Regions from separate parts of the Sus scrofa genome. Here region 1 is linked to region 2. Evidence: chromatin contacts called from public HiChIP or PLAC-seq data. All regions are on one chromosome and are shown on one strand. The core of a region is the stretch at or near the end of the contact, and the rest is flanking DNA. Distances in the headings are between cores, read along the strand shown.

Region 1 (4,966 bases), core at 1,934-4,433, 97 kb before region 2:
TAGCCAGGCAGTCTGGCCCCAAATGTCCTCATTTCCCGGACGCTTGGGGACTCGAGTGTCTCTTGGCGGCTGTGGCTCCAGGCCCCACCCGGCCTCCGCTCTGATGGCGCTGGCGCTGTGTCGGAGGACGCCTGTTGGAAACCCTGGCTGTTTTCAGAACCTCTAATTAATTAGGCCCCGTGTCTGAAAGGCGCTCAAAACACCACAGGGCGTGAGAGCGGACGCAGTCTCCGGGCTGCCCCACTGGGGTCCCCGGGGTGGGGGTCCCTGGCTCCCACTCTCAGGTCCAGGGCCCCGGGGACGAGCCCCGAGCCCATGCCCCGGGGCCTGGGCAGCCTCCACGGGCATGACTGCCCTCACTCTGGCTTCGGGCCGGTCTGGCCAGCAGGGCCAGACAGGAGGCGGCCGGGTGGCGCTGGCTTCCAGCCTCCTGCGCTTCTCCCGAGGGGCGGCCCCCGAAGCCCTCGGCTCCCCCAGGGGCGCTGCCTCCTGCCCTGAGCTCCTCCCTCTCCGGCTCCCTCTCCACACGGCGCCCCAGTGCTCTGGCTGAGGCCCGACTCCTGGTGGGAGCCAGCTGGTTGGTCACTTGTCGGTGAACTCACTCTGTCACAAATTTTTTTGAGCGCTTGCCGCGTGTCAGTGAGTGTTTAGTCACCAGAGACGCAGCAGCGGGAAAAGCCGACCTGTGCGGGGGCCGGGCTCCCCCGACACACGGGCCCCCCTGGCCCCGGCACAGCAGCAGCGCTGTGGCTTCGAGCTGGGTGGTCCTGAGAAGGTGGCACTTGGAGGCCCCCAGGGAGCCTGCGGCTGTCGGGTGGAGACCAGGCAGAGGGGGCACGAGAGTGAGAGATGTGGCGCAGAGACTCAGAGGGTCCCTGCCGGACATGTGGTCTCCTGGGGCCCACACGTGACTTCCTGCAGGGGCGGGCCCGTCTCAGTCCCATCTCAGGTGGACTGGGGACAAGGGGGTGGGGACCCTCTGGGGGGGTGCTGGTGGTAGGGCGGGGGGGGCGGGGGTGAGAAGGCACCCTGGGTGTGGCACTCCGGGCTCGGGGGCATGGGAAAGTGCACGAGGAGGCTGGTGGCTGCCTCCTCGCCGTCTGTGGCTGAGCCCGGAGCGTCGGGAGGAGCAGCAGGCTTCTGTCCTGTGACCGCGGTTCGGAGACCGTCTCCCCACGTAAGTCTCAGACCCTCAGTGAAAACCACCTCGCCTGCGTGTTCTCTTCTCTGTGCCTGATCTTGTTATCTTTTTTGGGGGTGGAGGGACCACCCCCGCGGCATATGGAGGTTCCCAGGCTAGGGATCGGATTGGAACTGCAGCTGCCGGCCTACGCCACAGCCACACCAGATCCGAGCCGAGTCTGCGACCTACACCACAGCTCACGGCAACGCCGGATCCTTAACCCCCTGAGCGAGGCCCGGGATTGAACCCACATCCTCATGGAAATTAGTCAGGCTTGTTACCGCTGAGCCACAGCGGGAACTTCCTGCCCTCGTTATCTCAAGCAGTTCAAACACACAAATGCTGCACCATGAAGAGATCGGGCCGAGGGCTTGTCCGGCCGCCGTCCAGAGCCCGGCCGTCTCCTCCCTGGGGCTCTCGAAGCCCTTTGTCAGGTGGTCTGCGGTCGGTCGTGGGGACGGTGGTGGCGACGGTGATGGCAATGACAGCAGCAGGGACGCCCCACCCAGGGGCCAGCAGCCTCCAGGACTGCGGGGAGGACGTGGACGTGCAGGGACCCTTGGAGGCTGCCCTGGACGGCAGGACCGGCGGCCCCTGCCAGAGCCAGGAGGAGGCAGCCGTCTGCCCCGCCCAGGGCACAAGGCCGGGGCAGGGGGGCTCGAGGCCAGGCTGCTCCCAGCAGGACTGAGCACAGGTGCAGGGGAGCATCCTGCGGCTGCGAGGCTCACACCGCCCACTCTGGAGGGGGATGGGCTTTCTGCAACCACAGGGCAGGACCCTTGCTGAGGGGGTGTCCAGTGCCCGCCCCCCCCAGCCCCCCTTCCTGGACAAGAGGCCAATTCCTGGACCACCGTCCAAGTCCAGACAGGTTCTCAGCAGCTGGTTGGGGAAGCGCTAGTGTCTCAAACTGGTGAGTCCGACCTGCTGGCAGCCAGACTCCAGGCAAATCCAGAGGGCAGTGGGGGCGCCTGAATGGCCAGGGCTGTGACCTTGCCCGGCTCCCAGAAAGTGACCTCTGTGGCGTGTCCTGCCTGGAGGAGAGTGTCCTTGTTGCTGTGGCCGAGGACCTTGCTGGACCGTCCACGGCAACACAGGGTTTATGGCACCGCCCGGGCCTCACGTGCCAGCTCAGTGCTCGTAACGGAGGTGAGGCTCAGACTTCTCGCTGGCACCACTGGCCCCGTGGCACCTGGACACCCAGGCTGGGGCTTCCCTGTGGGTGACACACGTGTGTCCGATTGCGGCCGGGGTCTTGGGGGAGGCCAGTGGGGACCACACAGCTGGAGGGCCGGGGTAGGGAGGAGGGGGGGAAAGAGACGAAGACGGGGATGAGACCGGAATTGAACCCTGGAGCCTTGGTTTGGAGAAACCCCTCCTAAATCCTGCTCCTGGGGAGGTTGCACAGGGCGGGGGGCTGTACACACCTGCTGTTGGGCCTCAGGGTTCCTGTCACCTGCCATGGACCCCCAGCACGGTTCCCCCCAGGGTCATGCCTTTGCAACAAACCGAGTTAAAGTTAGCCCTCAATAAGTTCATTCTGTTAATACTTTCTGTCGCTGCAATCACAGATTTTTGTTTTGATGCCAAATTCGGTAAAACTTTAGGGTAATTAGGGTAATTCAATAATGAGCTGTAGGATGCCAAGCTAGCAAACAACTTCCCTCTCCCTCTGACACGGCGGAGGGTCAGCACCAGCAGGGTGCGATTGCCTCAGGGCAGGGCGCGTGCGGCGCCTGGAGGGGGCCTTAGGGCCCAGGTCAGTGGTGCCCTGGAGGCCTGTCTCGGGTCACGGCCTGGCAGCCTCTGCGTGTGTGGCACGGAAAAGGCAGACCTGTCACGAACCCATTCCTTCTGGAAGCTTCACGGCTGGGAGAGCAGTGCGGTTGCTGGGTTTAAAATGGGGCATGCACCTTCAGACCCGACCAGGCTGCAAACCCCGCGTTTGTGTTCCTGGGCCGCCGGGAGCGAAACCGAAACGAGGCGGCGGGTGTGCACCACCCTGTAAATGCCGCTTTCATAGACTTCCGTCCTGAATGTGCCCCGTCAACCAGAAACCGAGCACTTCCCCAAACAGCCACACGGCTGAGGCGCACGCCTGTAATGGGTGCATCCTGGGGGAGAAAGCCCCCAGGGGCAGGAACACGGCTCAGACGGGCAGGAGGGTGGCTGTGGGGACAGCGGCAGGTGCGCTGTGGCCTCCGCTCTCACGCTCATCCCGCGGGAACTGTGACTCGGTCCTCTGGGGAGGGGCCCGCCTCCACGATGCCCCAAGCCAGGCGGGAGCCAGCACCCACCACCAGCAGGCACGTGGCTCTCAGGGGGGCCCCCTCCGTGAGCCTCGACGTTGCCCAAGACCCTCCGCCTGTGGAGCGAGGGAGGCGGGCAGCGTGACTCACTAAACGGGGGTGAGGGTTGCCCCACCCCCACCACCGACGTCATTAAGATGCAGGAGCTGGGGACCCCGGACCAAGGCTGAAGGACCCAGGCTGGGGGGAGGCGCTGCGCCGGCTCCAGAAGTCAGCTCAGGAAAGAGAGGGGAGGCCCCTCCCCGGGGGTGCTGGGTTGGGGGTGTGGGGAGACACCGGCCCAGCCTCTCAGTCCATCAGAGGCTCCCCAGCGCCCTACTGAGTGGGCCAGGGGAGGGCGGGCGCCGGGGGTCCGGGAGGGAGGGTGGAGACCCAAGGGTGCTCAGCTGCATAAAACCCAGTGTTTCGTCTGAACCCCGCCCACGTGCCGCGTCGGCGGTGTCACTCCTGAGTGTGTTCATGCCTTCCTGAGTTTGCCGAGCTCCCGGGCAGAAGTGCCTCCACCCTGGCAGCGCACGCGGCTCCCCTCTGGTCCGAAGGTAACGCCCGATCCTGAGCCCCAGCATGGAACGGAGGAGGAGGAAGGCCTGGAGGTGGCTGTCACTGCCTCCAGCTGCAGGTCCCTGGGGCCCGGGGCCTGTGTGATCTGCCGAGGCTGGCACCTCCGGCCCAGCCTCCCCACTCCCTCCAGTGGCCCCTACGCACACCAAGGGGTGGGGCTGGGGGAGGAGGGTTTATTTCTGGCCAATGACCCGACTCCAAAGCACAATTTGAAAACTACGTTTGCACTTTCGCTGCCCCACCGCCTGCAATTAGCCTCCACGTCATACACAAGAAAGCGACACTTCCCAATCGGGAAAGCAGCTGCTCTTTGCAGCCTGAGACTGTGGACAGGACAGCCCGTGGTGTTCTCAGGCCCCCGCTGGCCCCTGGGAACCAGGAGTCGAGGCCCCCAGTTAGGTCCAGCGCAGATGCAGCTCTCCCCCAACATGGAGGGAGGCAGGGTGGGGTGGGGGCTGGGTCTGCCGCCCCCAGACGCCCCCTCACTCTCCCTGACGCCCCTGGGAACCTGCGGACAAGGAAGACGGGAGAGGAAGAGCTGGGGCACCCCGGTGTTCCCATAGGGGTACAGCCTGGGAAGCCCCGCCCATGAGGCTGACACCTCAAGTGTCCCACCCACACCTTGGAGGAGGAGCCCAGGAGCCACTCGGGAGGCGCTGCCACATGGCCCCATGTTCCCCCACTCTGGGTGCCTGGGCCGCTGTATCCAAACCAGCTACCTGGACCTGTCAGCAGCCTGCCCCCGAGGCCTGCACAGGCCCCCCAGCACCCCAAGTGGGGAGCCCCAAGTGCAGCTCACTGAGGGGGACGAACGGGTCAAGCTGGGTGAGTTCACAACGGACCACAGCCCCTGGTCCAGCAGAACCCAGGCCAGGGGGCTTTTGTGGAGGCACAGTCGCCCCTAACCCCAGGCAGC
Region 2 (4,666 bases), core at 2,115-4,614:
TTAAGCCATTGCTATGTTGAATGAGTCTCGACACACCTTAGGTTGTCCGAGCTGAGACGTTCATGCTAACACCCTGTCTCAAACGCCCATCAAACGCTAGCCCCCCGCACCCTGGCGGCGCTCTCTGCTCGCAGAGGTTAGGAGCAGCCCTCAAGCTCGGGGAGCCGCCGCTGGGCATCCTCCGCAGGACGCAGCAAGGGGGCCCAGGCATGTGACAGTAGGAGGAGGAGGGGCAGCCCGCAGACCCCCCGGGTGCCCGTGTCTGCCGTCAGCTTCCGTCTCTGTCGACCAGAACGGGGCACTGCCCTGGGACCCTGCCCTGGGACCGGGGAGGGCCCTGCGGGGGGCGGGGTTGGGGCTCTTGCCAGTTGGGCGGGGGCAGGGAGGAGGCGGCAGCTCGGCTCACAGGCCCGCTCGTCTCCTCTGCCACCGCTGCCGCTCCTGAAGCTGGCGAGCCTCGGGGATGGGGGCAGACGGATGGCTGGCTACCCTGCTCAGCACACGGACACCTCAAGGTCGCAAGGATGGATGGCCACCTTTCTAGCACGTGCAAAGGACCTGTCTTTGAGCTCGTTGCTTTGATCACTTTTGTGACCCCGGAAATGTCGTCTTCCCCAAAGATGGTCGGGAGCGTAAAGGGTCACTGTCCCCTCCGCCTGGTGAGGAGCACTGGGCCGCTGCCTCTTCCCCAGACAGAGCATCACCTCGCCGTCGCCGGGCCCTTCCCGAGTCCCCGGCCACGCCTCACAGACCCGGACTGTGCTCAGGGGGAGCGATGCCACCCCTGGCCCCGGTCGGGGCTTGGGCAGCCAGGCTGCTGCCCCGGGGCGGCTCTGGGCCTCCCTCCCCCGGGCTGTGGAGCCGGCCTGGGTCGTGGGTGCAGGGCGGCTCTTCTGAGGGCATCGAGGGTGAGACCTTGCTCTGCAGGGCTCGTGAGCAGCGGAGCCTCCTGTGTCCTCGGGGCGCGGGGCAGACACGCACTTGTTCTCGGAGGTTTATCAGGATTTCTGAACAGCTGCCCGTCCCCTTCTCCCCTATCACGTTTCTTTGTGTTTCCACAGCCTGCCTTCTCTTCCTCCTCCTGCCTCTGCACTCCCACTGTGGGCTCCCCTCTCGTTGCTTTCCAGGGCACGAGCAGGGCTGACGGCGTCTGTTCCACCGTGTCCCTGGGTTGGTGGCAGTTGGAGGTGGGCTGCTGCTGAGTCGCAGGCACAATTCTAGTATCGTGGGCTCCACGAATGGCTCTGAGGCGACTTAAAACACAGGGTCAGGGCAGATCGGAACTGGAAGATGGGATTTCTACGGCTTCATCTCGCTTTGAGAACCAGAATGGAACCCCTGAGGGAGCCTGCACGCCCAGCTCTGGCGCTGCCCCACGCGCCACGCGTCACAAGAGGAAGTGGCTTCCTCTGGGGAGAGATACATGGGGTCCTGAAGCCAGGCCTCAGTCGAAATCCCATGCTTGGGACGGTCTCGTTTTATCGGTTGCACAAGCCATTTTTAACTGTCTCTATCAGAATTGTCTGTGGCCAAAAAACGTGGGTGGGGCAAGCAGACCTGTGCGTCCGAGCCAGTTTGGGGGACACCGCCCCGAGCAGTTACGGGGTTTACCGTGACAGGGTTTCCCAGTTCCCGCCGAGCTAGGATTCTCTTGGCTGTCCTTGGCAGCCCCACACTTGTCACAAGGGTTGGCCACCAACTGTCCAGAAAAGTAGGGCGAGAGGTGTCACACGCACCTATGCTCTGACGTTTTCAGAGATCTCGAGCTCCCCCGCCCCCCGCCAGAGGGGTGGAGTCTAGAAGCGTCTAGCAGGATCGACCCTGCTCCCTCACCTGCTCTTCCTCAGCCATCACGTGGCCTTTGGGGGTCTGCATCTACCTAGCGCTGCTCACAGACGGGTGCCGCAGCCAAGTCCTTGGGTGGCCTTGAGTCCAGGGTCCCTCTGGAGACGGTGCAGTTCCCGTGCGGGACACGCGTTTCAGTGCATTTGAAGTTAGGATGCTCTTGGCTGTGCGTGGGCACGTCCCCGTGCACATAGCTGCAGGCTTAGCGCTGAAAGTTAAGGAAGCAAACCCAGAAGATGGAGGAGAAGCTTTTCCACCTGCGTTTATGTCAGGGAAGGTCGGGGTGACGCCCGTTGCTACGCACCCGGAGGCCTTCAGCAAGACGCACAAAGGTAACCGCTGCTTGGCCTGCGGGCCCAGCCACCGGCCCTCTGCTGAAGGTCACCCTTTGGGACGAGGGGCCTGGGGGGCACGAGTCTGAACACAGGCCTGGTCCTGTCGGGTTGCTTCAGATAACCTTACCCCAGTGGGGAGAGGGCCGGGCACTGCCCATTGCAGGTCTGGGAAGGGGGCGAGGTCCCTGGGCACGGCCTCAGCGCTCGTGTTGAAAGATGTGACCCGTCCAGCACGACTCGGGTGTGGGTGTGGCTTGCAGGAGGCTCTGTGTGAGACGACTGACACGGGAAGGGCCCTTTGCCTCCAAGCCACGCTTGGACGTGGGCGAGTGTCTCGTGGGCAGCTGTAAGCACCTCCCCGTGGAAGGTGGCCGTCACTCGGACCCTGGACGTGCGTGGGAACAAGTCCGCCCAGAAACGCTCACTGCGGCCCCGAAGCACCACAGCCTGGCTGTGGCCCCAGAGAAAGACCAGCACGCGGGCCTCGGGCCCCCTGGAGGGGTTCGGGGCGTGGGAGCCAGTTGGCACGAGGGGCGTCCAGACAGGCAGAGGCACGAGCGCAGTGGCTCGCTCTTGCTGCCGGGTTTTTCACACTCTGGAAAATCGTGTCAGGAAGCGGAGTTGAAACGGGGAAGCTCCTTGTACATGTGTCACACTGAGCTGGCAGTAGGGCTGATGTCCCCATGGACCCCACCTCCCCGGCTGCCCCTCTGTCCTCTGAGCCTGGCACTCACTTCCTGTGGCAGTGGTGCTAGCCGCCTTGCTCTTTGCGCTGAGCGGATTCAGGCCCCAGTGGGGTGGGTGGGGTGTGGGGTCGGGGGCCCCGGGAGGGAGCCCCTGGGGGCCGCCTCCCTGCCCCAGCAGCTGGGGCTCTGCCTGGCTCCTTGTCCCGCCAGAAGCTGGCTTTGGTTTCTCTGGCGTTCACAGCCAGCCGTTGGTGAGCAGCGGGCCCCCCCCCCCCATGTCAGGGACCGAGAGCCTCACATCTTCTGGGGGCGGAGGGTCAGCTGGCTCCTCGTGGGGCGGGACAGAGGGGACAGAGCAGCTGTGGTCGCTGGGGCTTCTCAGCAGCCCTGTGAGGAGCTGTCGAGGCCTGGGCGGCACGGCGCTTGCAGCTCCCGTCCTGCCGGGACTCCCTGGGCCGCTGGGGGCCAGAGCAGTGCGGCCGCCCTGTCCTTGGCGGAGGCTCGCCACTGCCACCCAGTGGCCAGCGGGGCCGCAGCGCCTCGGCCGGCCTTGCAGTTGACGCGTCCCTGGTTTCGTGCCTAGTGGGAGATGAGCCAATTAGAGTTGCTGGCCCCTGCCAGGCTCCCCACGGCCCCCCAGGTCCCCATGCAAACACACGGCCCCCCAGCAGAGGCTGGCTGCTCCCCAAGACGGCACCTGGCCTGCAGCCCGGGCCACTCTTCCTCCCCGCAGGCAGGCCCGCCCAGCCCAGGCTGGGCACGCGCTCCCGTGGGCCGTCTGGGTCCAGCACGTGGGCAGGCGTCCCCTGGAGCCACTGGCGGGGGCGGGGAGGGCTGCTTTCCTCAAACAGGCTCTTGGTGGCTCCTTAGGTGCTCCGAGCCCCTCTGCGGCTTTGCACGCACCACTGCAGTACAGTTTGGGGTGCAGGGCTTGCGAATTTGCTTTTAGCCCACTCGGAGATCTTGTTTCTCTCACGATCAGACACTGGTGCTGCACTGTAGTCGCTTGTTCCAGCAGCAGCCGACCCCCAGGCGGCCGACGGTGGGACCGCGTCTGGCCGTGGTGTACACGGTCCCCTTCAGAGTGGGAGAGGGATGCGGCCAGCGGGGGGAGTCCACCTGCTCCAGCTCTTCCCAGTACCTTCTCTGCAGACCTAGCTGTTGGCATATTTACTCTCGGAGAGACAGGGAAGGGATGATGAAAGTTGACTTTTCAAAGCCAGAAGCAACTAATTTTGTAAGAGTCGCTTCGTAGTTAAGGAAAGCCATCTTCTGCTCCAAGATAGGTTACATCACTCACTGGTCCGACCATTGGCTCGTGGGTCCCACTCATCACGTGTCCTGGGCACGTCCTAAAAATAACCTCCTGGCTTGGGTTTCCCTGGACGTTGGATGAGTGGAAACACTGATCCTGGGGGCGGGGGGTTCTGGTGAACGTGGGTTGTCACCTGGCGAGACTTGTTAGAGGCCCCTCACCGCGTGTCCTGCGTTTACAGTCAGCCCCTCACTGGGCGTTCTGGAAGCACCGTGGTCCAGCCCTCTTGCTTTATTTACTTTTTTTTTTTTAATTTTTATTATTTTTTTTGGTCTTTTTAGCTATTTCTTGGGCCGCTCCCGCGGCATATGGAGGTTCCCAGGCTAGGGATCGAATCGGAGCTGTAGCCACAGGCCTACGCCAGAGCCACAGCAACGCGGGATCCGAGCCGCTTCTGCAACCTACACCACAGCTCACGACAACGCCGGATCGTTAACCCACTGAGCAAGGGCAGGGACCGAACCCGCAACCTCATGGTTCCTAGT

The links. HiChIP or PLAC-seq counts read pairs in DNA pulled down with a chosen protein or histone mark.
Region 1: an H3K27ac HiChIP or PLAC-seq map of alveolar macrophages shows a contact between it and region 2. The contact joins two enhancer-like sites. A contact is called at or near these places in 4 of 47 Hi-C or Micro-C datasets (embryonic fibroblasts, fetal liver, fetal skeletal muscle and 1 more) and 1 of 2 datasets of contacts at active chromatin or transcription factors (alveolar macrophages).

What each region holds. Positions count from the first base shown.
Region 1 is chr17:62,240,353-62,245,318 of Sscrofa11.1, reverse strand. No RefSeq gene overlaps it. Among named protein-coding and RNA genes, the nearest start is that of BHLHE23, 14 kb to the right of the region's middle. Within about 2 kb of position 3,183, at least 30 of the 83 cell types and tissues checked have an H3K27ac peak or open chromatin away from gene starts, as enhancers often do. A contact at or near this core is called in alveolar macrophages, fetal liver and subcutaneous adipose tissue, where this site is marked.
Region 2 is chr17:62,143,434-62,148,099 of Sscrofa11.1, reverse strand. The region is part of intron 7 of DIDO1 (death-inducer obliterator 1); the gene reads left to right. Among named protein-coding and RNA genes, the nearest start is that of DIDO1, 28 kb to the left of the region's middle. Within about 2 kb of position 3,364, at least 26 of the 83 cell types and tissues checked have an H3K27ac peak or open chromatin away from gene starts, as enhancers often do. A contact at or near this core is called in alveolar macrophages, fetal liver and subcutaneous adipose tissue, where this site is marked.